Regions from separate parts of the Sus scrofa genome. Here regions 2, 3, 4, 5 and 6 are each linked to region 1. Evidence: chromatin contacts called from public HiChIP or PLAC-seq and promoter capture Hi-C data. All regions are on one chromosome and are shown on one strand. Each heading gives the region's core, a stretch centred on a gene start, on an enhancer-like site or on the middle of the called end of the contact. The rest is flanking DNA. Distances are from core to core; before and after follow the strand shown. Region 1 holds the start of TIAL1 (nucleolysin TIAR). Region 2 holds the start of NANOS1 (nanos homolog 1). Region 3 holds the start of FAM45A (protein FAM45A). Region 4 holds the start of SFXN4 (sideroflexin-4). Region 5 holds the start of GRK5 (G protein-coupled receptor kinase 5). Region 6 holds the start of SEC23IP (SEC23-interacting protein).

Region 1 (4,060 bases), core at 914-3,413:
AATCCCCAGAACCAGTGTACTCATTAGGTTATGGTAAAAGGGGTTTTGCTAACATGATTGAATGTCTCAGAGAAATGGGACGTTATCCTGGCCCCATGTGATCACAAAGGGTCCTCATGAAGTCAAAGAGGGAGGAAGGAGGATCAGTCACAGAGAGAGAGGCAGAAAGGTCAGAGAGGAAAGAAGATGCCATGCTGCTGTTTTTGAAGATGATGGGAATGCAGACGGTTTCTAGAAGCTGGAAAAGGCAAGAAGCCCATTCTCCCAAAGACTTTAGAAGGAACCAGCCCTGCCAACATCTTGGTTTTAGTTCAGTGAAACTAATTTCATACTTCTGACCTCCAGAACTCTAAAATAATATAGTCCTGTTTTTTTTTGTTTTTTTATTTTATTTTATTATTTTTTGTCTTATTGCCATTTCTTGGGCCGCTCCCATGGCATATGGAGGTTCCCAGGCTAGGGGTCCAATCGGAGCTGTAGCCACCAGCCTATGCCAGAGCCACAGCTAGGATCACGGCAACACCGGATCCTTAACCCACTGAGCAAGGCCAGGGATCGAACCCGCAACCTCATGGTTCCTAGTCGGATTTGTTTACCACTGAGCCGCGATGGGAACTCCCAATATAGTCCTGTTTTAAGTCCCTAAGTTTGTGGCAGCAACAATAGGAAATTAACACAGTGGGCGTGGATCAATGATGAATTGGATGATGATGGTTACAGCTCTGGACGTCGGTTCAATTAAAAAAAATAAAACCTCTGAATAGCTCCTCATTGATTGGGAGACAAAGCCCCAAACTCCTCAGCCTGGTACCCATCTTTAACAACATGGTGCTATAAAACCGTTGCCCACCTTTCTAACTTAGCTCTCCAGATTCCTACTCCATGCCTTCCCCCACTTCTCCCCCCACCAAACCCATACACTTTTTTTACCCATGGGTCCTGGCCTCGGTGCCCCTTGACGTTCCCATTGACTCAGGGGGCTCAACTCTCTTCTCAAGGTCTTATGAAGCCTTCCAGGTTGAACCCCCCACTTCTTCCTCCCCATATTGACATTACAACGTTTTTGCTGCACGGTTGACCCCCATCACAGGATTAGGAGTCAGTGGTAGTGTTTATAAAACCAACTCTCAAGGCACAGTTTACCTGGGACCTTCTAGCTCTGGCAACAGGATGAAAAATCTTTCTTCGCCGTTATAATCCTTCACTTCACTAACCTACAAGAGGGGGTACGAGCTCAAAAGCATTCTCCCAAAGACGCTTGGGGGTGGGGTGAAGGAGTGGGAGCGTAGGGTGAACTGCCGCCGGTGAAAAAAACAAATTCTACAAGGTTACGTAGCCAGTTTGAACGGGGTTTCCCACATACTCGAGCAAGACTTCATTCCCCGTCCATATGATGGATGGATGGATGTCTGTAAACACAGCCTTAAGTCTGTGCACGTCTCTGCCCAAAGACTCACTCTAATAACTAAATGAGGGGCAGAAGGGCATTATCGCCCTCTTTACACCAACTCGATGAGTCATTTTAGTGGAGGGCTGCTCTTTTGACCCCCTTATCCGATGAGATAACGAATGAAGAAGCCGTCTACCCAGGGTAGAATACCTATTTGCGGGAAAACAAGCCCAGAGGAGGAATCGGCGGGCTGTTGAGAAAGCCGGAGGGGCCCCGGCGAGCGCAGCTTCCAGCTCAGCGCTGGGCCGGAGGAACCCCCCAGCCCCTCCGCCCGTCGCGCGGGGCGGCAGTTGGCGACCGCGGGCGGGCGGTTTTGATGAATAGAGGAGGGCCAGAAAGGCCTGCGGGCTTGGACGCCACGCGGAGCCAGAGCACGGAATTAGCCGCAGTTGAAGATACCGCTCTTGGGCTGGACAGAGGCGGAGCAGCAGCCCACGCTGAGCCAACAGAAGAGTCTTAAAATGCCTGAAGCAGTCCTAGGACAGCCCCCAGCGCGAGGCACTATGGGACTTGCAGTCTACTTCTCCGACGCCGCTTTTTCCCAGCTCGATTCCCTGCCTTTCAACGTCGCTTTTATTCTCTCCCTCCCCTCCCAGCACGCCGACTTCCTGGTCGCCGCACGTCTCACGTACGACTACACTACCCAGAAGTCTCTTCTTCGCTTCCCAGAGCGGCTCCGGCTCCTCAGGACTACAGTTCCCAGAAGTCCTCCGGGGAAGTGCTTACCTCTCTCATTTCCAGGACCACAATTCCCAGAGACTTCAGTTTTACGGCGGTTCTCTTTTTTCTCGAGTTCTTCTTGAGCTGGCTGGGTTTCGCTAGCCAGCCGGCGAGTAACGACGACGTGATCCGTCGTGACCGGGCACGAGGTTTCCTCAGTGGCCCCTTTTGTTCCCCACTCAGTTCTCCGCTTTTTCAGGCCGTCGCGGCTGGCCTGAGCGGTGACCTGGCGGGCCGCGCCTGCGCTCTGCCCCGTTTCCTGCCTGGCTGGTGGCGGCGGCCATTTTGTTCATCCTCCTCCTCCTCCAGCTCCTCCTGGTTGGAGCGCAGTGTCCGGAGCGGGCTGGGGGGAGAGAGCCCGAGAGCAGGGTTCGGTGCCTTTTCCTCTGTCCCCAGCCGGTGCCCGGAGCCCCCCTCCCCTTCCTCCCCACCCCCTCCCTTCCCCAGCCCTGCCCTCCCCCTTGTCCCGGGATCGCTCCGTCGCACCCACCATGATGGAAGACGACGGGCAGCCCCGGACTCTGTGAGTACCCAGACGGGGGGTGCCAGGCGCCTAGAGGCCCGGGCACTGCGGGATGCTATGGGAGGGAGCAAGAGAGCGGGGCCGAAGCCAGGACTCTCGGCGGCTCCCTAGCTGGGGTGGCGCGGACGCGAAGTGCATTCCTCATTTGTCCCTTTTTCCTTGGGAAGGAAGCCCTCCCTTCCCCCAAACACAGTCACTTCCTGGGGTCCGGGGCTAGTTTCGACCTTTTCCTCTCGCGCCCTTCTTTGCAACCCCGTCCTGAGCCGGGCTTTTGCACGGCAGAGTCTGTCAGGCCCGGGAGAGCTCCTGCTCCCCCTGTGCTTTGGGGGCCCTGGGCTGGGCCGGGAGCTGCCGGTCCCCACGGGGGCTGGGCCTGGTGGGGGTGGGACTGGGGGTGGGACTGCGGCCACATCCCCTGCGTGCTGCGAGGAATTAGCACTCACGCCCTCCACGTCCCCAGCTCCAGTCGCTCCCGGCTCTTCTCCCAAGCTAAGCTCTGCGAGGAAGCCGGACACTCTTCCGCCACTCAAGCCCCTACTCTCTTTCTGCCCCACGTGCCCCCGCCCACGCTGTCAGAAACACTCGCCAAGCGCCCGCTACTTTTGAAGTGCAAAAGGGATGCCTCTTGCCGCCGGAGCATCTTTCCTTTCTTGGATGACGAAGTTTACTTTGAGCGCTACCTACGCTAAACTGACAACCAGTTGTTAAACAGCTTTTTGCTCTATTGGTGCTACCTTCTCTATTACATACCTAATCTATTTCTGCGTCGAGCCCTTCGGAGTTGGATAAAATGATATTTTTATCAGCTATTCGATGTGTGTCTTTTGAGTGCTTTTTCTTCCACCTTGCTGTTGCTCTTTACCCTGAAGCCCAAATGTAATGAATGAATTTCATCTTCCCACCGCTTTCCTTCCTTTCCTAATGAAGAGTGATGACTCAGCGTTTGCATTCCTTTCCAACTAGTGTGGCACTCCTTTCTTTTTTCCTGCATTTTTTTTTTTTTTTAAGTGTGAGTCTAATTAAATGTGTTAAGTTGGGCACTGGGTTTTCCTCGCCTTACGAAGCTCAACACACCTGCTTCGAGTACAAGGAGTCAGTCAGAACGCTGCTTTTGTTTTCTCTTGGCTCTGCCTGGTGTTTATATGACCATAGTTCACTTGGCTCTGCTGTCTGATGGGGTAATTACTTTTTGGGGAATAGATGCAGGTGGAAGGGTGCTCAGGAAGTTTGACTAGTTTCTGATCTCTACTCCTGCCAAAGAAAGATTGCTCAGTCCAGAAAATAGATGTCTTATGTTCAATATTGATAGTTGGGATTTTCATTTTGTTGGGGCGGGGGGGGTTGCATTTTTTTTATTCCTATTTCTT
Region 2 (4,060 bases), core at 693-3,192, 500 kb after region 1:
CTGGAATGAGCCTTCCACTATTTAGGAACACTGGAATTGAGCATCAGAGTGCATACGGCTCCATTTGATCTTCAATAATCAAATATTTTTGAACTAGAAATGGCGAGGTGGAGGTATACAGACAAAAGGCCAAGTACCAGAGTGAAAGACAAGATTAATGAATTCATATACTGTTACTGTATAAATACACAAATTCTTTTAAACAGCACCATTTCCAAGTGTATACACAATATTATATAACCTGGCACGACTTTGAAAGATGGGAAACGCTAGTTGCTCGTTCAGTAATAAAAGATGTGGTACATAAAAGGATAAGGAGCTGTATTCTACCTGCCACAGATTGTACATCTTTACACCTCCAGCTAGGACAGAAACAAGCCACGGGGGGAACACCCACCCAAACTAACACTGGAAAGTTTACTAAGCCTTCACTTAATGATGCTACCAGGCAGGTGAGGGTTGCTTCACCTGGAATTAGAATAACTGATTAAGGACAACAGAAATATTATTACTTGTTTCAAACAATAAAAGTCATTTTGCTGACATTCCATAAAATCGCCAGTTAAGTTCAGTTTAGAGGCTTTTAAAAAAATATTCTAGGCCTAGTAAAGTGCCTCCATTCATAAAATTAAACATCCAAGATTAGATTGAGACAATTTCATATACTGATGCGCATCTAAAATAGGTTGACGTATAGAGTAAATAAACACTTCTAAGTTGCCACATTTCAGTTAGTGGAACGAACACCCAGCCTTCACCGTCTGGATGTGCACAAACTAGAGATAAACAAATCAAGATTTTAGCTTCTAGTCTTAAGCGCTCTTCGACAGGAAAGGACTCAGTACCGCCGGGTTCTTTTGAAAAAAAAAAAAAAAAAATCAGTACATCTCAAGTTCAACCAACAGCTGAGCTCCACGCTCCTCAGCAGCGAGAGAGAGAGATGGTGCGCAGGCCAAACTAGACATTGGGCAGGCGGCGACCCTGGTGGCGTCAGGTGGCAGTAGCAGACCGGAGTCCGGGCCCTCAGCGCAGCTTCTTGCCGGGCAGGCCGTCCCTGACGCTGCGCGGCGGCGGCACTTTGGAGAGCGGGCAGTACTTGATGGTGTGCGCGTTGTCGCCGCTGGCGCCGCACAGGGGACACGTGTAGCGGCGCAGCACGGGGCACAGCACTCGCCCGTCGGGTCCCTTCAAGATGTGGGTGGTGTAGAGCGCCACCGCCTCCTTGTTGTTCCGGCAAAACACACACACCTGCAGCTCGGGCTTGAGCAGCCGGGCGCCGGCCGCCCCAGAGGCTGCGTGCAGCCGGGGCTCGGCCGCCCACGCCGGGGCCCGCTCCTCGCGCGGTGCCGCCTCGGCGGTGGCGGCAGTGGCGGGTGCGCAGCCCAGCAGCACAGCGGTGGCGCGACCCGCGAACGGGCTCAGCTCGGCGAAGCGCTCCTCCAGCAGCCCGGCCTCCGAGGGGTCCGCGCACAGCTCCAGCGCGCGCAGCTCCAGCGTGCCCCCCAGGTAGCGGCCCCGGGACCCCGGCTCGTCGCTGTCGTCGTCGTCGTCCTCGTCGTAGTCGGGTGGCCCCAGCGCGGGCCCCAGCGCCCCAGGCCCGGCCCCCGCGTGGGGGGAGCAGCACGACGAGGAGGAAGAGGAGGGTGGGGAGCCGCCGCCGCCGCCGCCGTCCTCGCCGCGGGCGCAGCCAAAGCGCGGCTCGCCGTCCACCGCCTTGGTGATGAGCGTGGCGAGTCCCAGGTAGTCGTTCCACGAGCTGAAGGGTTGCGGGTGCGCCGGGCCCTGGGCGCTCACGTAGCGGGCGCTGGGCACGAGCGCCATGGGCGGGGGGACGCGGCCGCGGCGGGGCGAGCGGGGCGCCCAGGGGAAAGCCTCCATGGGCGGGCTGCGGGCCGCGCGCGCCGCCTCCCCGCCGCCGGCGCGGGCCGGACGGAAAGGACGCGCCGAGCCTGCCCGCCGGCCTGCAGCGGGGTGGGGCCGCCTCGCTGCCTTTTATCGGGCCCCGCTCCTCCCCGCCCCCCGGCCTCGCTGCCGCGGCCCTGCCCCTGCGCTCCCCCGCCCCGGCCACCTCGCCTGCGCCCGGGACTGAGGCGGAGCGGAGGCGGACGCGGACGCGGACGCGCTGGGGGGGGCGGGCGGGCAGTGCGCGCGCTCCGCTCCAGCCCGCGCGGCCCCCGAGCCCCCAGCGTTGCGCCAGCCTCGCCAGCTGCCGGGCGGCTTTCATTCTGGAAGGGGGTGGGCGCGGCGCCGCCTCGGGCCGCGGCGCTAATTGGCTGCGGACCAGAGCCCCCTGCGCCACGGGCGCCGCTCCGGACGCTGATTGGTGAATCCCGGGGAGGGGGCGTGCCCTGCCCGCGCAGCTGGGAGGGGAGGAGAAAGTAGGCGAGAGGAGCACGCGAGCGGCGGCCGCTGGGGCCTGTCTTCGCCTGAGCTTTGAGGCCTGGGTTTGGAACAGGTGACCAGGCCTGGATCTTCCGCGGCCGGGTGGTGAGACCCACCTCCAGCCTTTAGTGTCCTGGACGAGCTTCTGCCTTTTGAGAAACCCCTTCTCTTCTTTCCTTCTCACCACAGCATCAGCGAGCAAAGCTGTGGGGAGGCAGGACTTGGCGCGATCTAAGGATGCAGTTTTCAAGTCAGAACCGCCCAACAGCCGAGTAACTTCCGTTTGCACGGTGCTTTGGAGAGCTTTCCACTGGGTGAAATCCTCGCGCAGACCTCTGAGGTTCAGAGAGGTTACGATGGTTTTTGCCTAGGAAGTAGTGGAAGGACGCAGGGCTTTCCTACAACACGCAGCACCTCCCAGCAGATGTTCTGATACCCTGGTGGACATTAGCTAGTGACTTAGGTAGGAATGAGGGCTAGGCCAGAGAGTCTTCCAGCCTTAGGACAGTGATTGGTGTGTGGGTAGCTCGTCACTCCCGCCCCCTCCTCCGGGGTTCATCTCTATTAAAATCTGAGCTGTATGTGCAGTTTGAAAAACAAAGCATATTCAGCGTCACTATTTAATACTTTGAAATGCATAAAATATTTTTGTAGAAACAATGGAAAATAAATCGGAAGATTTTTGATTAGATGGCTGTGAGGTGGTCATGCCCTTCCCAGGAGAAAGGGCAATACTTTTTTTTTTTTTTTTTTTTTAAATGGAAAGTAGGAAAGGTATTAGCTGCTGGAAGCATTCTTTTTTTTATTCCATATACTGCCCCCCCAGCACATGGAAGTTCCAGGGCCAAGGATCAAATCCGAGCTGCAGCTGCAACCTACACCATGGCTGTGGCAAAGCTGGGTTTTTAACTCTCCTGGGAGCATTCTTGTAGGGTACTGTGGAACAAGGAAAATGCCTCCTCTGGTGGCTTAGCTGGCAGGCAGGGTTGGCTTCATGGGGCCCCGGCAGGGTTTCCCTTCCCCTCTCTGGAGGAGCTGATGTCGCAGCTGTCACTAGGTGTGAGGCTAGGCTTATGGGTCTGGCTGTGCACAGCAGGTTTAGGACGGCCCGGCAGGGGATGCTCAGAACCTAGGGCTGGCATGAGTTAATATTAGCATGAATCAGTGAATCAGAATGTTAGCAGTGGAAGGGATCTGGCTTTACAGATGGAGAAAATGAGACCCAGGGAGGAGAAGGGCTTAAGGTCACATGGGAAATTTAAAATCACAGCCAGAACTAGGACTCAGACCTTGTCATGACTGGCTTGGGGGCCTTCCCTCTATACCATGGGTCCCGAAGGAATTTCAGACGTCGAGTCTGTGCACGCATCAGCAGAAATCAAGTGTGGCACACAGGGGAGACAGGAAAAAGAGAAATGAGATGGGGCTTTGCGCCTCTGACGTGGGCCCCTGCACTCAGGAGCAGTCGGGGGGCTGGGCAGCAGGCACGGGGAAGGCCTTCAGGCAGTAACGTGATGCCTGTTCTGGCCACCTGTTTGCATGTGGGGTGGGAGATATGTTTTTCAGTCTCTTCCTCACCTCCTACTCCGTAACGGTTGATTTAAGTCCCCAAACCAGGCAGTGATATTCTGCACTTGCCAACCCAGTTCCTTTTCCAAGTTTGTGTTGGCACTCAAGT
Region 3 (4,060 bases), core at 573-3,072, 460 kb after region 1:
ATTTCCCAACTTTTCTTTTTCTTGACAGGAAAGTAGGAATTTTTTTTTTTTTTTTTTTTTTGGTCTTTTTAGGACCACACCAGCAGCAATGTGGAGGTTCCCAGGCTAGGGGTCAAATAGGAGCTGTAGCTGCTGGCCTATGCAACAGCCACAGCAGCACGGGATCCGAGCTGCTGTCTTTGACCTACACCACAGCTCATGGCAACGTGGGATCCTTAACCTACCGAGCTAAGGCCAAGGGATCAAACCCTCGTCCTCATGGATGCTAGTCAGATTCATTTCTGCTGGGCCGCAAGGGGAACTCTGGAAAGTAGGGTTTATTGATGGGCATAAGGAGGACATGAGTGCAGGGCCCACCATTTGTCCAGGCGCCACCGTTAGGGATCTTTTGACCACAAAGCCATCCGGGATAAGCTGCTTTTCTGTCACCATGTTTTCAAATTTATCCTCATTATACTTAGTACATCTCCACTTCTTGGAGATGTGGCTCTTCTGGCGGCCAGCAAACTTGAACTTGGCCTTGCATAGGGATCCTTGTTCTGCAGCTTTGGTGCAGGTGGACATTATAACTTGAGCAATGTGGACCCTGGCCACTGTGCCCTGGGCTTTGCAAAGGCACTGGGGCATACCTGTCTGGAGCCTACATAGGGGACAGCATGCCTATCATGAATGTCCACTGGAAAGGGTTGTCTCCTATATCCCCTAGGGCAACCCAGACAAGCGACAAACTGCAGACATCACCTGGCAGGCTGCTGTTTGCAGCCACTGCACACAGGGCCCCAACAAAGAAAAGAGAAATTTTCTTTCTTCACAGTGATAAAGTTAAATAGAACAATCTTTTTTTATGAGGCAAAGGAATGCAGGGGAAATGCTTTCTGTGCGCAGGTACTGTAGTTTCCTCACTCCTTAATGTAGCACTCTCTCAATTCACATATCCCATCTATTATTACAAAATGCGTAATAAATTTGCAACAATTTATTCCACTGGTGCTTTCTGAATTTTTCTTCTGAACTCATCTTAATTTCACACAAGGCTTGAATGGTTAGCTTCAGTGTAAATGGCTTTCAAGTTCTACGTACAATGTTTTCACATTAAAATTATTAATCAATAATAAGACTGTAACAAAGGGCCTGTTATATATGGATTTTTTTCACTAACACTCATTTTTCCTACATGTGTTTACGATATGTGCTGAATATAAAGGCAACAACACTCGCATATATTTTCAAATATTTTGAGGGTCTGTTTTGCTGCAGGTCTTTTTGTCCCCTGTCAGACTGTTGTTAACAGTCTATTCCCATCCTTCAGGTCTCGGCTCAAAACTCGCCTTCTCTGAGGGACCAGGCAACCTCTGTGTCACCAGCTTTAAAATTTTACCTAGATATGAAATAAGATCGCTTATTTGTTTAGTTATTTATTACATCCCTCCTCATGCTAGTCTGCCATGTGACAGGTCACCACAATCTCCCAGTGGCAAGTATTGCTGGCCTAATATCTGCCCAACGTATTTTTGTTAAATGAACCAATCTGGCAATTAATGCAGCCAAGTCAGGCCATTCCCTAGGCAGAGCGACCTGACGGTAACTTCGAAAAACTTTGCATAAATCAAGTTAGGGACGACTCTATGCAGACACCTGCCTTCTCGCCAGCCAGAAGCTCTGACCCAACTCTCACCTTGCCCACTCCGATTTTCGCTCCAGGAGCGAAAGGCCTGACAACCGGCTCCCTAACGTTTCCCAGCGGAGTCCCGAAGAGGCGACGGAACTCAAGGACGCCTGCCATCGCCACGTCAGCGGGCACGCGTGACGCCAACGCGCCTGCGCGCGGGGAGAGGCGGTGCGTGCGCGGAGACCCGCCTCTACATCCGGGGCCTCGGCGGCGGCGGCGCCGCCGCGCGGGGGTCACGTGGCTTCTTCCTTTCCGTCTCTGGCCGGCTGGGCGCGGGCGACTGCTGGCGAGGCGCGTGGAGCCTCGCGCTGGTTCCCCTTCGTCTCCTCTCCCGGCCCGGGCCCCTAAGGAGTTCGCTAACGCCGGGTGAGCTGAGCCTGCCGCCAAGATGCCGGCCTACTTCCAGAGGCCGGAAAATGCCCTCAAACGCGCCAACGGTGAGTAGGGGATCGGGGCGCGCCGGGCTGGGGCGGCCCGAGGCCTGGGAGGTCGCGGGGCCGGGGACTGCTTCTCTCTGCTCTGCTGCCCGCCTGCAGCTGCACAGGAGGCCGATGCGGCCTGCCCGCCACCGACCCAGCCCGTGGTTGGGCATGTTGCCTCTTTCGCTCCAACCGACGTGGGGGTGAGAGGCGCGCAGCCCGGAACCGTCGCTGTGGGGACCCTACTTCCCCCCGCCGCCGTCTGGGCCGCAGCTCCTGGGACAGGCCTACCCGGGCCGGAGCTTCTCCCTTCCCGCCTCCGCTTGCCCTCCAGACCACGGGCTTTCTGCTGAGGCTCCGCGCCCCCGGCCGCCATCTGGGAGTGCCGGGGAGGAGGAAACATGGCTCCCTCCCGGGGACAATGCACGCGAGAACCTCGACTCCACCTCCCGTCCGGCCGGGAGCCGGCGGTCCCACCTCCGGCCCTCCCGCTGACACCTCCGGGCGCCCCCCCCCCCCCAATCTAGCGCCTCGCTCTTCTGGGTCAGGGTCCACGTCCCTTTCCCCTCTGGCCACTGTCTCCTCTTCGGGGACTCTGACCCATTTAACTGGTTTCCTGTGTTTTCTGGCATTGATTATTGGCAGTCAGCAGCTTACTTCGACTCTCAGAAGTTGGGACAGAGTTAATACTATGAGAGAGACTTCAAGTTCTCTCGTAAAGATAACGAAAGTGAGGCCTAGAGAGACAGATTTGTCCAAGGTCACTCTGGGAGTTAGTTGTTGAGCTTGGAGACCAAACCAAGGTTTCTTAACTTCCAGATCGGTCTTTTTTTCCCCACCATGGCACTGCTGCTTGCGATTTTTATTTCCGTTTGTGTACTTAAGCCACTGGAGCTTTTGGGAAACTTGTGTGTGTGCCGGTCTATTCAAGAGGCATTTATTACGTTGACGTTATGGAAGTGCAAATCTAATATACGTGCCTCTGGTCTTAAACAACTTTTATTATTATTTAGGGCTTATAAGTGTTAGTGTATCCATTGCTCATATTTTCACCTTTCCTCTACTCAAACAAGGGTTGGTTCTCATCTGTACTGGAGATGAATATACCGTGTCAGTCACAGTTTTATGCTTGCGAGCTTATTTTGTTAGTTTGAAAATCCTCTTATGAAAAGGTCAGTTTTAGTCTGTATACAATTATTACTACTGATAATCTGTCAGGGCTAGAGATCTCTTTGTCACATGCTTGTTATTTTAACCAGAAGTAACAATTTGGGGGAGACGTAACAGTCTGTGGAATAGGATAATGCCACATTCTGTGGAATAGTGTAATTGTTTTAAAAACCAATTATTAGAACAGGCAAGAAGTTTAAGGATGTTGATTAACTTGTAGGAAAGAAAATAGAGTGAAATGGAGATTTAACCCTACAAAATAAACTAGCAAAGTTTGGAAAAATTCTTTTGATGTTTTGAAATTTAGAGAATTATTATCAGGGTATACCAAATGGCTTTGGTGAAATTACCGCTGTAATTGCCATGGCAGATCTGTTTTATATGGTCTTTTGAATGCTTTACCAACAGGCATTTTTGCCTCAGGTTAATAGGCTGAAGCAGTGTAATCTCGATGGCCTAAATATACTACATATGATGTGTTCAGGCCTTGTTTCCTTCACTCTTCCCTTCTGAATCTTTAGGTGAATTTACTGTTTCAATAACTTACTTAAAATTAGAAGGGCTATATGATGTGTGACGTCTTAATCTTTTCAGAATTTGAGTTGAAATAGGTTTGGTTTATGAGGGACAGTTTGGAGAAAACATCTGAAATTAAAGTAGGCAAGATGAAAAAGGGACACTGGGATGGGGATGGGGATTTGAATTTTGTTAGTGTGGGTTTCGAAAAGGGTTGTATTGACTCCTTGCTGCAGCCCTTTTAAGGTGTAGGCCGGGTGCTTATGGTAGTGATGCCTTGCATTCA
Region 4 (4,060 bases), core at 466-2,965, 390 kb after region 1:
GATGTGGCCCTGAAAAGACAAAAACAACAACAAACTATAAAGTGAGCCAATTGAAGTGACCAAAAGTGGAGCTAAAACCCCAAGTGGGCCTGAAGCAAACCATGAGCGGGTTTCATGTTCCTGGCGGGGGAAGCAAGGCAAAGGAGAGGACAGGCCTGCTGGGTGTTAGTGGTCCGGGCTCAGCACTAACAATGGACCCAGTTCTGTGTTAGGGCTTTACGTGTTCTGTCGCATCTGATGCTCAACAAAAACAAAATTGGTGCAATTATCCTCATTTTCCAGATGAGAAAGACTGGAGGTACTGATTTGATCAGAGTCACACGACCAAGTAATGGATGGGCCTGGCTCCCTGACTCAGGACGCCGGAGGACCCCTAAACAACCCCCACCCACCCGGTGCTAAGGAAGAAGGCGAAGGTATATTTTTCTCTCCAAATGGGCCCTGCTTGATCTGGTATCCAATAGATGGAGCTAGATTTGCTCCAGCACTGAGGAAAAACCCTCGGGCAGAGAGCTAATGCACTGAAAGCAGGGCTAGCTTCACCGGCTGGTGGCAGGGGCCCACACTTAACTTAAAAGGGCCCAGGGGGTTTTGTTTAATGCTTTGACATCAGCTTTTGAAAATTCCTTTTTTTTTTTTTTTTCTTTGTATGGCCACACCTTTGGCATATGGAAGTTCCCAGGCTAGGGGTCAAATTGGACCTGCAGCTGCTGGCTTACGCCACAGCCACAGCAACATCAGATCCAAGCTGCATCTGCGGCCTACGCCACAGCTCATGACAACACCAGATCCTTAGCCCACTGAGCAAGGCCAGGGATCGAACCCATGTCCTCATGGATCCTAGTCCAGTTTGTTAACCACTGAGCCACAAAGGGAACTCCTTGAAAATTCTTAACCTTTTAAACTTTTTTTGTTCTTTTTTTATTTTTAGGGCCGCACCCACAGTATATGGAGGTTCCCAGGCTAGTGGTGGAATCAAAGCTGTAGCCACTGGCCTATGCTACTGCCACACCAGATCTGAGCTTTGTCTGTGACCTATACCACAGCTCTTTGCAATGCCAGATCCTTAACCCACTGAGCAGGGCCAGGAATCAAACACTCATTCTCATAGATACTAGTCCTTACCACTGAGCCACAAGGGGGAACTCCTCAATCTTTTCAAATTTTTATTTTTTTATTTTTTGCTCGCCACCCCACCCCCTCACGCCAGTGTACCTGGGCCAAGGAGCCAACTCTCGCCACCGCAGTGGCAATGTGGTAACCTTAACCCGCTGAGCCACTGGGAAACTCCTGCAGGTTTTTTTTTTTTTTTTTTTCCTTCTTTTTTAGGGCCAAATTCGCACATTTGGAGCTTCCCAGGCTAGGCGTGGAATCATAGCTACAACTGCTGGCCTACACCACAGCCATAGCAACACAGGATCAGAGCCCTGCCTGGGACCTACACCACAGCTCACGGCAACGCAGGAACCTTTACCCACTGAACGAGGCAAGGGATCGAACCTGCAACCTCATGGTTACCAATCGGATTTGTTTCCACTGAGCCATTAAGTGAACTCCTTTCTTTTCTTTTCTTTTTTTTTTTTTAATTAAGGGCTCCACATTTTCATTTTTCATTGGGCCACTCAAATTATGTGGCAGTCCTGACTGTCCATTCTGTGAAGTGAAGGGATTTTCGAGGGTACTATCTAAAAGCCTGGGCTGGGTGTTTAGACGCTGCAGGAGCCAGGGCGGTGGAGGGCGCCACGTGCGACCGGATCTGGTCTTCTCAGTAGGTACAGTGACAGGAGGGCTCTGATAGGTGACCCCCCCACCCCCCCGCCCCCAGGCCTGGAAGCGACCAGGCTACCCGGAAGAGCAGAGAAAGGTTGGGAGAACTTGGCGGGTGGGAGGGATGGGCTTGCCACGCTCGGGGCGCTGGAGCGTGGAGTCACCGAGCAGCAGGCAGTCGGGCCGGGAGTGGGAGGAGCGGGCGCGCGGGCCCAGGGAGCCGGGCCGGGAACGCGCGCGCCCGGGGCGGGGCTCGCCGCCCGGCTCCTCCTCCGCGCCCAGCCCGGCGACCGCGGCCTTTCCTGGCAGCGCTTAAGTCCCGGGAAGAGGAGCCCGAGGAGGAGGAGGAGGAGGAGGAGGAGGAGGAAGCACGGGGCCCAGGCGGCCGAGTGCAGCGGCGCCGCCCGCATGGAGCCCAACGTGCGCTTCTGGATCACTGAACGTCAAGTACGGCCTGGGCCCGGCACGGCTGGGGATGGGGAGGGCGAGGGCCTCTCGGCGTGGAGTCGCCGCTGGCCGCTGTGACCTTGAGAAGGCCACGTCGTCGCACCACCCGCCTTCCCATCACACCCCCTGGGACGGGAAGAAGGGAGACCCAAGCTTGCCGGATGCCGAGGGCCACGGCTGTAACCGTGCGTCGCCTCTACCCGAGGCCTGGCTGGGGAAGGTCGCACAGTGTCACCCTGCAGATCCCACGAACTGAGGAGTCAGTCTCCACCACTCAGGGGCCTGCCCTCTGCTGCCTAAGCTGTTGGAGAGGAACAGGTCCTCCCGGGAACCCCCAGCTGCCCAGTTGTGAGACCAGCCGCCGTCGTGGAAAAGTAACCCGGGCCCCGCCTCCAGGCAGTGGCTAGGGCGGCGCTGTCTAATTGAAGTAGGATGGGAGCTACAGAGATCATTAAAATCTTTCTAGTAAATGTAAATCTAGTAAATTAAAAATGTGGCTTTTAAAATTTAAATTTTAATAATATATTGCATTAGCCCAATAGACGGAAAATATTAGCATTTCATCATGTAATCGATATAAAAATTGTGAATGAGATCTTTTACATCCTTTTCTCTAGAAAGTCTTTGAAATCCTGTGTATGTTTTACACATACAGCACACCTTTTTGTTTTTTCTTTTTTATACTGTGTGGGAGTTCCCTTCGTGGCTCAGCAGTTGACAAAACCCGACTAGGATCCATCAGGGTGTGGGTTCGATCCCTGGCCTGGATCAGTGGGTTAAGGATCTGGTGTTACCGTGAGCTGTGGTGTAGGCTGCAGACGCGGCTGGGATCCCAAGTTGCTGTGGCTGTGGTGTAGGCCGGCAGCTGTAGCTCCGAATCGACCCCTAGCCTGGGAACTTGCATATGCAGAGGGTACGACCCTTTAAAAAAAAAAAAAAGCAGAAAGCCGTTAGGTTCCCCAAAATAATGTTAACTGTTTTTATTGTCGTAAATCTTTGTTTTCCTGCTGCCATTAACTGATCTCTTGCTCCTGCCCCTCTTAAGTCTTTTATTCAGAGATTTCTTCAGTGGACAGAATTATTGGATCCTACAAATTTGGTCATTTCAATTGTAAGTATTATTTTCGGAGAGAGTGATTTTTCCACATTTTATTCTGAAGCGTGAAGACTGTGTTTCCCTTTTGAAAGCAGTTGAGATAACAGAGTCCATATATTTTATTATGTTTTTATTCCTTCTGAATGAGCTTGTCAGATTGGAAGGGTGGTACATAAAAACGGACACTCATTTAATAGGTAGTACCAAGCCTTGGGCCAGATGCTGGTGGTTTTCAAAGAGGATCAAAATAAACCTCCCTAGTAATGAGGACAGACCAAAGCTAGTCACAGACCTTGACCTTGGGCTCTAAGGGCAGCTGTAGCAAGGAATTAGGGGAGGTTGTTGAGGGAAGCCTGGCAGGGAAGGGACAAGCAGGAAGTGTCAGAGAGAACGGGCTATAAGCAAAGCTGGGGAGAATGGGGGGGACAGCAGGTCACTGGGATTTTAACACAGAGGAACCAGACAGTTTTTTTTTTTTTTTTTTTTTTTTCCTTTTTAGGGCCGTACATGGAAGTTCCTAGGCCAGGGGTCGAATCGGAGCTGCAACTACCAGCCCACGACACAGCCACACTGGATCCGAGCCGCGTCTATGACCTACACCACGGCTCACTGCAACACGGGATCCTTAACCCACTGAACAAGGCCAGGGATCGAACCCATGTCCTCATAGGTACTAGTTGGCTTTGTTAACTGCTGAGCCACAATGGGAACTCCGGGACCAGATGATTCTCAAAGGTCCTTGTGTATCAT
Region 5 (4,060 bases), core at 416-2,915, 350 kb after region 1:
CCCCAGTATTCTTCTGAAGTCAAAACCATAGTCAGGCTGCGTTCTACCGTGGGTGTCAAATAAAGCCTCCTCCCATGAAAGGGAAAACCACTTCCCCCTTCATAAAAAGGCTGCACCCAGAGCTCAAATCTTGGTAAAAGAGATGTTACATAAATTCCAGGTGCTCCTAAATATGTATGTTTACCTCATGCAATCACTTCGGAAGCATCTAAGTTTCTGCGCCACTTTCTCTTTTTCTTTTCTCTTTTTCCCATCTCAAGGAAGAGTCAAAAAGTGTTTATATTCTTGACTTGGAATCTTACCCACTCCATGAAGATATTCCCTACCAGCCAAGTGCAGAAAATCTAATGATTTGCATCCGAAACGCATCAAGCATCAGCACACTTACCTTTCTCTTCTTAACTGAGCCAAAAAAAAAAAAAAAAAATTCACTTATCTCTCCCCCTCCCCAAAGGGGGAAAAAAAACCTACCCCTGAAATCCTTCATTATTTTCTAGGTGATCTGTACAGTCACTCTCTCTTGTCACTGTATGAACAAACGAATTCCTCAACATCTTACTTTGCCATTAAAAGGCTTCTTTCCACACGACGGGATTTCCCTAAGAAACATTCCCAGCGGATGGTTTCCAGCAATAGCCTATATCAACTCTGCCTGCGCAAGCAAAGACTTGGCTTCTGCTAATTCCACCCCCACCCCCAGCGCACACCAATTCACTCGCACAACCATCCTGGGCCGACTCGAAAAAGCTATTTCACTTGCATGTTTGCCCATCTCTTCCTGAATGAATGCTTTTCCAACTGACCTTTCAACAGCTGCCGAGATGGCACGATCTGCTAAGGTTAGAGCTGGAAACTAGGGGATATTTTAGCATCCTAATCCCTGCAACCTCAACGTTTCTCCTTCTCTGCCCAAGTCCAGATTCCCTGAGCACTAGGGCAGGAACCCTGAAGTGTTTGCAGAGCAGCTCTCTGAGGTGTCCTGCTTGCGACCAACTCACTGCGGGCATCCTGCATACTCACAGCCCCAGCCCACAAGCCGCCCGACACCCGCACCCCGGCCCGCGGCGAATGCGCCAGGCACCAGCCCTGCCTCTTACCTTCCCTGGCTTTCAGCAAGACCGTGTTGGCCACGATGTTTTCCAGCTCCATTGACAGTCGGCGGTCAGCGAGGAAGCCGGCCGGCGGGGCTGTCAGCTCCTAAGGGTGCTGCCGCTGCTACTGCCGCTGCTCGGGCTGCTGCCGCTGCTGCCGGAGCCGGGAGCAAGCAGCCCGCCTTGCCTACCGCATTATTCCGGCTCTTATCCCTCGGAGTTTTCCCCCTCTGCAAAGAGGAGCCGCCGCCGCCGCTTCTTCCTCCCTCTGTGTCCCCCCTCCCCCCTCCCTCAACTGTCTCCCCCCACCCCCCACCCTCCGCGTTTCTCTGTCACTCCATTCTCCTCCCCTCGGGCTCCCTCGGATGCTTTAATGCCTCGGATGCTTCTGCCTCCCCTCTGTCCCTCCCGGGGGTGTGGTACTAACTGGCTCGGGCGGCTGCACAGCGCAGGCGCCAGGATGGGCCGCGCCTCCCGCCTCGGCGCTCGCGGCGCGGGGCCTGCTGGGACTTGTAGTACCAGAGTCCACGAGCCGCCCTGAGACTTGTACTCCGAAGGCGGGCGCGGATAAGGGGTGGTCCGCGGCTGCGGAGGGTAGCGGGAGAAGCAAAGGCAGTCCGGCCGAGCCGGAGCCCCGGATTCGCACGTCCACGCCCGGGGCTCCGGCTCGCCCGCTTCCGGCCCTCCCGAGAACCCAGAAAGCGAAGAGCACGGACCACGGCGGCGGCGGCGGGCGAAGTGCTGCGGCCGGGCAGGAGCCGGTGCGGGTCCTGGGCGCCCCTCGGAGCGTGCCCGGGGTTGGAGGGAGGTCAAGCCAGCCCAAGCGCGCGCTGCACCCCCCTTCCTCCCGGTCACGCCGGGCCCACGCGGGGGCTGCAGCCCAGAGGCGGTGGCCAGGCGCGCCCGCGGGCCCTGGACGCGGCGACCGGCCACTGTGCGCCGTCTCAGACGCACACGCGCTCGGTTGCTGACAAAGGTGTACTTTGTTTCCTCCGAGGGCGCGAAGGGGTCTATGAGTCGGCGGCGACTCGGCACCGGCAACCGCGCAGCCCGAGCGCCCCCTGGCGGCCTCGGGGTGGATGTGCAGCGGCGAGTCCACGCGGACCGCGGCACCACCTCCTGGCCCTCTGCGCCTGGAACCTCCCGCGCTGCCGGGCTGCAACTCTCGGCGGGGCGGGGGGCGTGCATTCCGGCGTGGTAAGCGGCTGGTCCTGTTAATAACCTGCCTTCCAGCACCCGAGGCCCGCAAATGACCGCTCGTCATTACATGCAAACTCATTCCCATCAATAAAAACACAGATGGAATCGCTGGAGTCAGGAACGTTAATAAGAAACAGCACCCGGCCGGTATTGGGAATTAGTTTTCAAATTCTTTGCCTATTTATCTTGGGGCTCTTAGCGCTTTTCCACTGTATGTTCAGGACATCAGACCCCAGATCTGCGCTCAGCGTCCCTTGCTTCGTCTCAAGGCCCCCGCTCCTGGGAAATGGGACTTGGGACACCTGGGGTCTGCGATGAGTTATCCTCCAGTCTAGTTGAGGGGAGGGCTGGCCCTAAGGAACAATGAGGCCTTTGCCTCATCTGCATCCTGAAGGCCGGATATCCGTTCAGAAGTCGGGCCCCGGGCCTTCTGTGTCCTAAAGGAGAAAGCCTTCCAACCCCAGGGTTGCCTGGAAGTGGGAGGGAGGCGCCCAGAGAGAGAAAGGGAGAACAATTATTGTGCACTGGAGAAAACAAAGAAATGAATAGACTCTCCAGGCCTTGGAAACGTGGACGGTCACTGATTTAACAGCGCAGGATTGTCTTGTTTCGTGGTAGAGTGTACCCACCACCACCACTTCCTTGTATCTGCATATGGGTCAGTGGGTCTCCCTGGGCCTCACAAGTCTTGTCTGCAAAGTGGGGGCAATAACAGTTGGCTTGTCAGAAGGCAGGGAGCAGAGCAGATGACACCTCAGGCATCTTCCACTCTAAGAAATTATTCGAAGCATCCCAGCCTTGGCCTTGGCTTACATGTGCACCTGCCCAGAGCCCTAACTTACAGTGAAAGATTCTCTCAGACAGAATCCTAGAGCTGGCAGTATCTCAGAGCTCACCAACCAGTGGGCTAAAATTGAATACCTTTAGATGGCTAGTGCTCCACAAAGGCCTTCTCAAACTTTCTTGTGCATACAGATCACCTAAGGGATCTTAAAATGCAGCTTCTGTTTCATTTGGTCCAAGGTGGATCCTGAGAGTCAGCCATTTCTAACGAACTCCAAGCTTCAGTCAATCTTGCTGGTCCATGGACCACACTTTAACAAAGCTCAGCAGTTAACCATAATCTCCACTACTCTTTACTCTCTTTCTTTTTCTTTTCTTTTTTTTTTTTTTTTTTTTAAAGGCCAAACCTACCACATATAGAAATTTCTAGGCTAGGGGTCAAATCAGGGGTGCAGCTGCCGGCCTATATCACAGCCACAACAACGCAGGATCTGAGTTGCATGTGCTACCTACACCACAGATTGTGGCAACTCTGGATCTCTAACCCACTGAGCAAGGTCAGGGATGGAACTCGTATCCTCATGGATACTATGTCAGGTTCTTAACCCATTGAGCCACAGTGGGAAGTCCTCTATTGTCTTATACTCAGCCTAAATCACCAGTGATTTTTACCTATGTGAAAAATTTATGGACTACTGAGTTTGCAACCCTGGAAAATCCCTGCCTTCCCAACCCTCCTCTTCATTTTATAGATGCAAAATATACCCTTAGAGAATAAGTGGGTTCAGCATGGTCACTCAGCAAATGAAAGTCTATCGACTTCTCTCTCTGCTACCAGATAATACATACTGTCTACAAAATAAATAGCTGTACTTCAAGTATCTGGGCCTCGGAGTTCCCGTCGTGGGGCAGTGGTTAACGAATCCAACTAGGAACCATGAGGTTGCGGGTTCAATCCCTGACCTTGCTCAGTGGGTTAAGGATCC
Region 6 (4,060 bases), core at 407-2,906, 290 kb before region 1:
AATAGTTTTCAGGACAAGGAAGTTATCCTGCACTTGACAAGGAAGATGTTTACATTTACTGATAGTAAAAGACACAAACAAAACATTATATAACAAGGAGGAAGATGGGCATGACCCAAACATTTGTGAAGCAGAGGATGACATGAAAATCTCATGTATGGCCTTATTTATTCCTGAAATCTCTCAAAGCATTCTGCTCCAGCAAACACCTGGCACTTCACCAAACATGGCAATGTCAAACCTTTCAGCCACACTATCAAAATAAGACATACATGTTCCTGATTCTCATCCTTTGATTCATTCATTAATTTCCTATTGAAAAAATTGGTCTACAGCATACCAGGCACTGCTCTAGGTATAAGTTCCTACTCTCATGAAGCTTACATACTAGTGGGATAAACTAAACAAATATGTGTACATGTCAGGTGGTGATAAACACCAAGAAGGAACATTCAACAAGGGGAGGGAAACCACCATTTATCGCTGCTTCCCGTTTGCCTTTCTTCACTTCTCCATGAAACTTTCCTTAGTCTTCCAAGCAAGAATAAATTATTCAATGGGAAAACATTCAGCATTTTCTGAGGATCTATGTGCTAGGCATAAATAAGTCATAGCTACAAACTATAGTCCAAACAGAGAGAAAGATGTTTATTTCGCAAACATTACATAACACTATATGCCTGACAATATATTCAGCGCTTTACAAAAATCAATGCACTTCTCATTACAGCCCTAGAAGGCTGTACATATATGGAAAATGAAGCACAGAGAGGTAAAGTAATATGCCTGAGGTCACACAGAGTTACTGGCAGGGCTAACGCTGGAACACGGTCCGTGTTCCTAAACACCAGCTCTGGGTTATGCCACATAACTGCTAAAAAGCAATCTCCCTAGACAATAATGATATGAACAAAAAGCTAAGGTGCACGTAGGAGCAGGGACCTAAGAGAACAAGCAACAGTTCCTTAGAGAAAGTGATGCACTGCCTTGAAAGATGTGTTCTGTACCTCTACTTGGCAAATACTATGTGTCTATCCTAAGAGAGGGTAGCTAGCTGTCAGTCCTAGGAGATATCCTACTGTATCCTAGTAGAGGGGGCACTATCTGTTTTCAGTCCTGCAAACACCTGGCACACCACTAGGTGTTCAACAAAAATCTGTGGAACAATGCAGGAGTGGCCAGCACTCAGAACAGAGGGTTCCTTCGACAAAGAGCTTGGTTCCTGTCCCCAAGATCCCAAAGTCCCAAGCCACTCAAACCTGGCCAGTGATGGCCCTGGCAAGCTACCCAGAGGGTCGGATCCAGGCAGAAGGAAACCTCCCGGCCGACCCTCTTTGCCCCACGCCCCCTGCTCACCTCCCCCCACACATTTGCCCCACCAGATCCCCCTCTCCTTACTACCTCCGGGCAAGAGCAAGGAGGCCGAGGCAGCGGCGGCTTGGGTGACCGGGATAAAGGGCACGTTGAAGCTGAACTCCGTGGCCGAGGAGGAGAAGAGTAAGTTGGTGCCCGACGAAGACGCGGAGGCGGCGCCGCCACCACCGTTAGGTTTCCTCTCGGCCATGGCTGCAGCCCACCGTCCGTTACACGTCTCCAACTGGCCGGTGCCGCACCACCGGCCGGAAACCGAACACAGTCGGGGCCAACACACTTCCGCACTTGCGCACAAGGTGCCGGAACTCCGTGCGGCTGGTCAGCTGTAGTCTCCTTACCCCTCAGAGGCTGCCAGAGATCAACATGGCGGCGCTGGCTTCACGCCCGCGTCCTAGCACGTGACACCCTCGACCGCAGGCCGGGTGTGGTGGAAACGCTGGTCCAGGCTGGGGCAGGAGTGTGGAAGGAGTGCTTTGGGTAGTTGGTTAAGGCATGAACTGACGCCGAAAGTCTCGGGTTGCGGGGGTGCTCTGGGCGTCCTAAAAGTATCCACAGGGGCGGTTAACTGGATAACTGAAGAATTGCTGAAGCCGGCAGGCGCAGGTACCAGACAGAGGGAAGAAAAAGTGTGGGCCGTTTGTAGCAAAGGTCTAGCCAAACACAGCCACTCTAGCACACACATCTGACCCGCCCACGCGTCTTCCTGGGCTGGACTGAACTCTTGTCATTAGCCAAAAAATAGAAATGGTAAAACTTCTGAAGTCTTTACGCCAAAGGAAAGAAAAAAAAATGTTTTTAAGAGAAACTATGGAGTTGACATTAGGCATGTGACTTTTTAAATAGCTTTTTAATACCTGTCTACAAAATCCGACTAGGTTATTTCTAAAATGCACTGTGGATAATTTGGATATAAATGTAATCTTTCACAAAGTTAGAGATTATGAAAGAAAAAATAACTATCAACCTCTCGGAGTGGGGGAGGGGGGATAAAGAAATCCCAAAAGATTTCATTGGGCATAATGAAACTACTCTCTCCCGTAGCTGTTCACACCTATATAGTACCTGTTTATTAACTAATTCAATAACGATGTAATGTGCTTACTGTCAAAGAAAAACAAAGCCAGACACTAGTCTAAAGCAGTAAGGATAAATTTTATTCAGTAATAACTATTGCGTTAGGGAAGTGGGTGCATCATGAACTGAACTGAACTTCCCCAAAGCAAAAGGCTGTGGGATGTGCTAAGGCAAAGGCACTGAGGGTGCCACAGGGTGTTGGTCCATGTCACTGGTCCACCTGGGTTTGTTAATTGGCACTTACCAGCAGGAGAAATAAACTTTCCATATCTTTATGACAGGCAGTGGTACAAGTGAGAGCAAGGTACCTAGGAGGCTGGGAGGAGACAGCTCTCAGGTCCTTGAGAAGAAGTTCTGAGTGACAAGATTTATATCTCGAAGGGGCGAAAGGATTTGTCATTGCAGCTTTTTAAAGTAACTGCTGTAAGGGAGGTTGAGGGGGCCATATGCCTATCACCTGGTTTGGATTGGAAGAGTAAATTCCCCTGGCAATGATGGCCTTTCTTAGGCAGGGATTTTAAGGTGGACAGGGTTCATCCTGGGGACATGTGCTTGAGCTACTAGTAGCCATGCTGGTGTTTGGTCAAGGAGTCTTTGTCATTCCTATGGGTGGTCAAGGCACTATACTAAATGCTAGGGATACTGTGGTGTATAAGATAGACACAGGACCCTTCCTTCTTAGACTTACAATCTGGTCAGGAAGACAGACAACTAAACACACAATAACAATAAACTGAAGTGTAGTGAAAGTTTTAATGTGGAATTTCCCAAAGTGTGTTATGTGGAATATTGACACCATCGGGAGAGGGAGGTATAACCCTTCTAGGGGAAGGATAGCAAGTATTTAGAACAATCAGACCGTCCACAAAGGCCTACCCTGTCTGGAGTGATATGAAAGTCTCTCCTGAAGAAGAAATATTGAAGTCGAGAATCTGAAAACCCATGAGTAGAAGTTAACCAGAAAAGCTTGGAGGAGAGGGGTTGGAGGAGGTGGTAAGAGACAATTACAGATAAAGTTACAGTATGTAAGGATACTTTTAAGATGCCACATTTGAGCGTTAAGGACAGGTTACAGCATGGCTGGAGCCCAGTGAGCAACTGGGAGAAAGCTGGGAGATAAGAACTGAAAAGTAGACCAAGGCCAGATGATAGAGTGTCCTTATAAGGTAAGAGCAAAAGGGACTCAAAGAAGGGTTTCAAGGAGGGTAGAGAAATAATAACATTTGCTCTGTAGAAAGTTCACTCTGATTTCAGTGTAATAAAATAGATAAGGAAAAAGCAAGCTTTGGAAGCAACAGTTGGCAGGCTGCTGCAATGGACCAGCTGAGCAATGATGGCGGCTCAAATTAGAGCCATTGCAGTAGGAATGAACAGAAATACATAGGAATAATTTGGGGGGCAAGATGTCAAACTGAACGGCTGTATCTTCATTTTCTTTTTTTTTTATAATGATTTTTATTTTTTCCTTTATAGCCGATTTATAGTGTTCTGTCAACTTTCTGCTGCATAGCAAGGTGAACCAGTCACACATACATGTATACACTCTTTTTTCTCACATTGTCATGCTCCATCACAACTGACCAGACATAGTTCCCAGTGATATACAGCAGGA

What was found. Promoter capture Hi-C pulls out the DNA fragments that hold promoters and counts their contacts. HiChIP or PLAC-seq counts read pairs in DNA pulled down with a chosen protein or histone mark.
Region 2: an H3K27ac HiChIP or PLAC-seq map of alveolar macrophages shows a contact between it and region 1. The contact joins the promoter of NANOS1 here to the promoter of TIAL1 in region 1. A contact is called at or near these places in 1 of 47 Hi-C or Micro-C datasets (epiblast stem cells) and 1 of 2 datasets of contacts at active chromatin or transcription factors (alveolar macrophages).
Region 3: a contact with region 1 is called in a promoter capture Hi-C map of liver, with 4 times the contacts expected there. The contact joins the promoter of FAM45A here to the promoter of TIAL1 in region 1. A contact is called at or near these places in 2 of 5 promoter capture datasets (fetal liver and liver) and 2 of 2 datasets of contacts at active chromatin or transcription factors (alveolar macrophages and skeletal muscle).
Region 4: a contact with region 1 is called in an H3K27ac HiChIP or PLAC-seq map of skeletal muscle, with 5 times the contacts expected there. The contact joins the promoter of SFXN4 here to the promoter of TIAL1 in region 1. A contact is called at or near these places in 2 of 2 datasets of contacts at active chromatin or transcription factors (alveolar macrophages and skeletal muscle).
Region 5: a promoter capture Hi-C map of liver shows a contact between it and region 1, with 3 times the contacts expected there. The contact joins the promoter of GRK5 here to the promoter of TIAL1 in region 1. A contact is called at or near these places in 2 of 5 promoter capture datasets (fetal liver and liver), 2 of 47 Hi-C or Micro-C datasets (embryonic fibroblasts and mesenteric adipose tissue) and 2 of 2 datasets of contacts at active chromatin or transcription factors (alveolar macrophages and skeletal muscle).
Region 6: a promoter capture Hi-C map of liver shows a contact between it and region 1, with 6 times the contacts expected there. The contact joins the promoter of SEC23IP here to the promoter of TIAL1 in region 1. A contact is called at or near these places in 2 of 5 promoter capture datasets (fetal liver and liver), 3 of 47 Hi-C or Micro-C datasets (epiblast stem cells, liver and skeletal muscle) and 2 of 2 datasets of contacts at active chromatin or transcription factors (alveolar macrophages and skeletal muscle).

What each region holds. Positions count from the first base shown.
Region 1 is chr14:129,465,253-129,469,312 of Sscrofa11.1, reverse strand. It overlaps TIAL1 (nucleolysin TIAR), which reads left to right and starts at 2,163. Exons shown (of 12, transcript XM_003133196.4): 1 at 2,163-2,693. The coding sequence starts at 2,662. LOC110256777 (a long non-coding RNA gene) reads right to left here and starts at 3,130. Exons shown (of 2, transcript XR_002338744.1): 1 at 2,918-3,130; 2 at 1-2,513.
Region 2 is chr14:128,960,193-128,964,252 of Sscrofa11.1, reverse strand. NANOS1 (nanos homolog 1) reads right to left here and starts at 1,942. Exons shown (of 1, transcript XM_001928298.4): 1 at 46-1,942. The coding sequence starts at 1,878. The coding sequence ends at 1,024. LOC106506135 (a long non-coding RNA gene) reads left to right here and starts at 2,350. Exons shown (of 6, transcript XR_002338735.1): 1 at 2,350-4,060.
Region 3 is chr14:129,004,971-129,009,030 of Sscrofa11.1, reverse strand. FAM45A (protein FAM45A) reads right to left here and starts at 1,822. Exons shown (of 9, transcript XM_013983795.2): 1 at 1,676-1,822. EIF3A (eukaryotic translation initiation factor 3 subunit A) reads left to right here and starts at 1,863. Exons shown (of 22, transcript XM_001928342.6): 1 at 1,863-2,106. The coding sequence starts at 2,058.
Region 4 is chr14:129,073,453-129,077,512 of Sscrofa11.1, reverse strand. It overlaps SFXN4 (sideroflexin-4), which reads left to right and starts at 1,715. Exons shown (of 14, transcript XM_013983797.2): 1 at 1,715-2,214; 2 at 3,260-3,325. The coding sequence starts at 2,176.
Region 5 is chr14:129,111,538-129,115,597 of Sscrofa11.1, reverse strand. It overlaps GRK5 (G protein-coupled receptor kinase 5), which reads right to left and starts at 1,665. Exons shown (of 16, transcript XM_001928584.6): 1 at 1,098-1,665. The coding sequence starts at 1,149.
Region 6 is chr14:129,755,875-129,759,934 of Sscrofa11.1, reverse strand. SEC23IP (SEC23-interacting protein) reads right to left here and starts at 1,656. Exons shown (of 20, transcript XM_021073464.1): 1 at 1,402-1,656. The coding sequence starts at 1,564.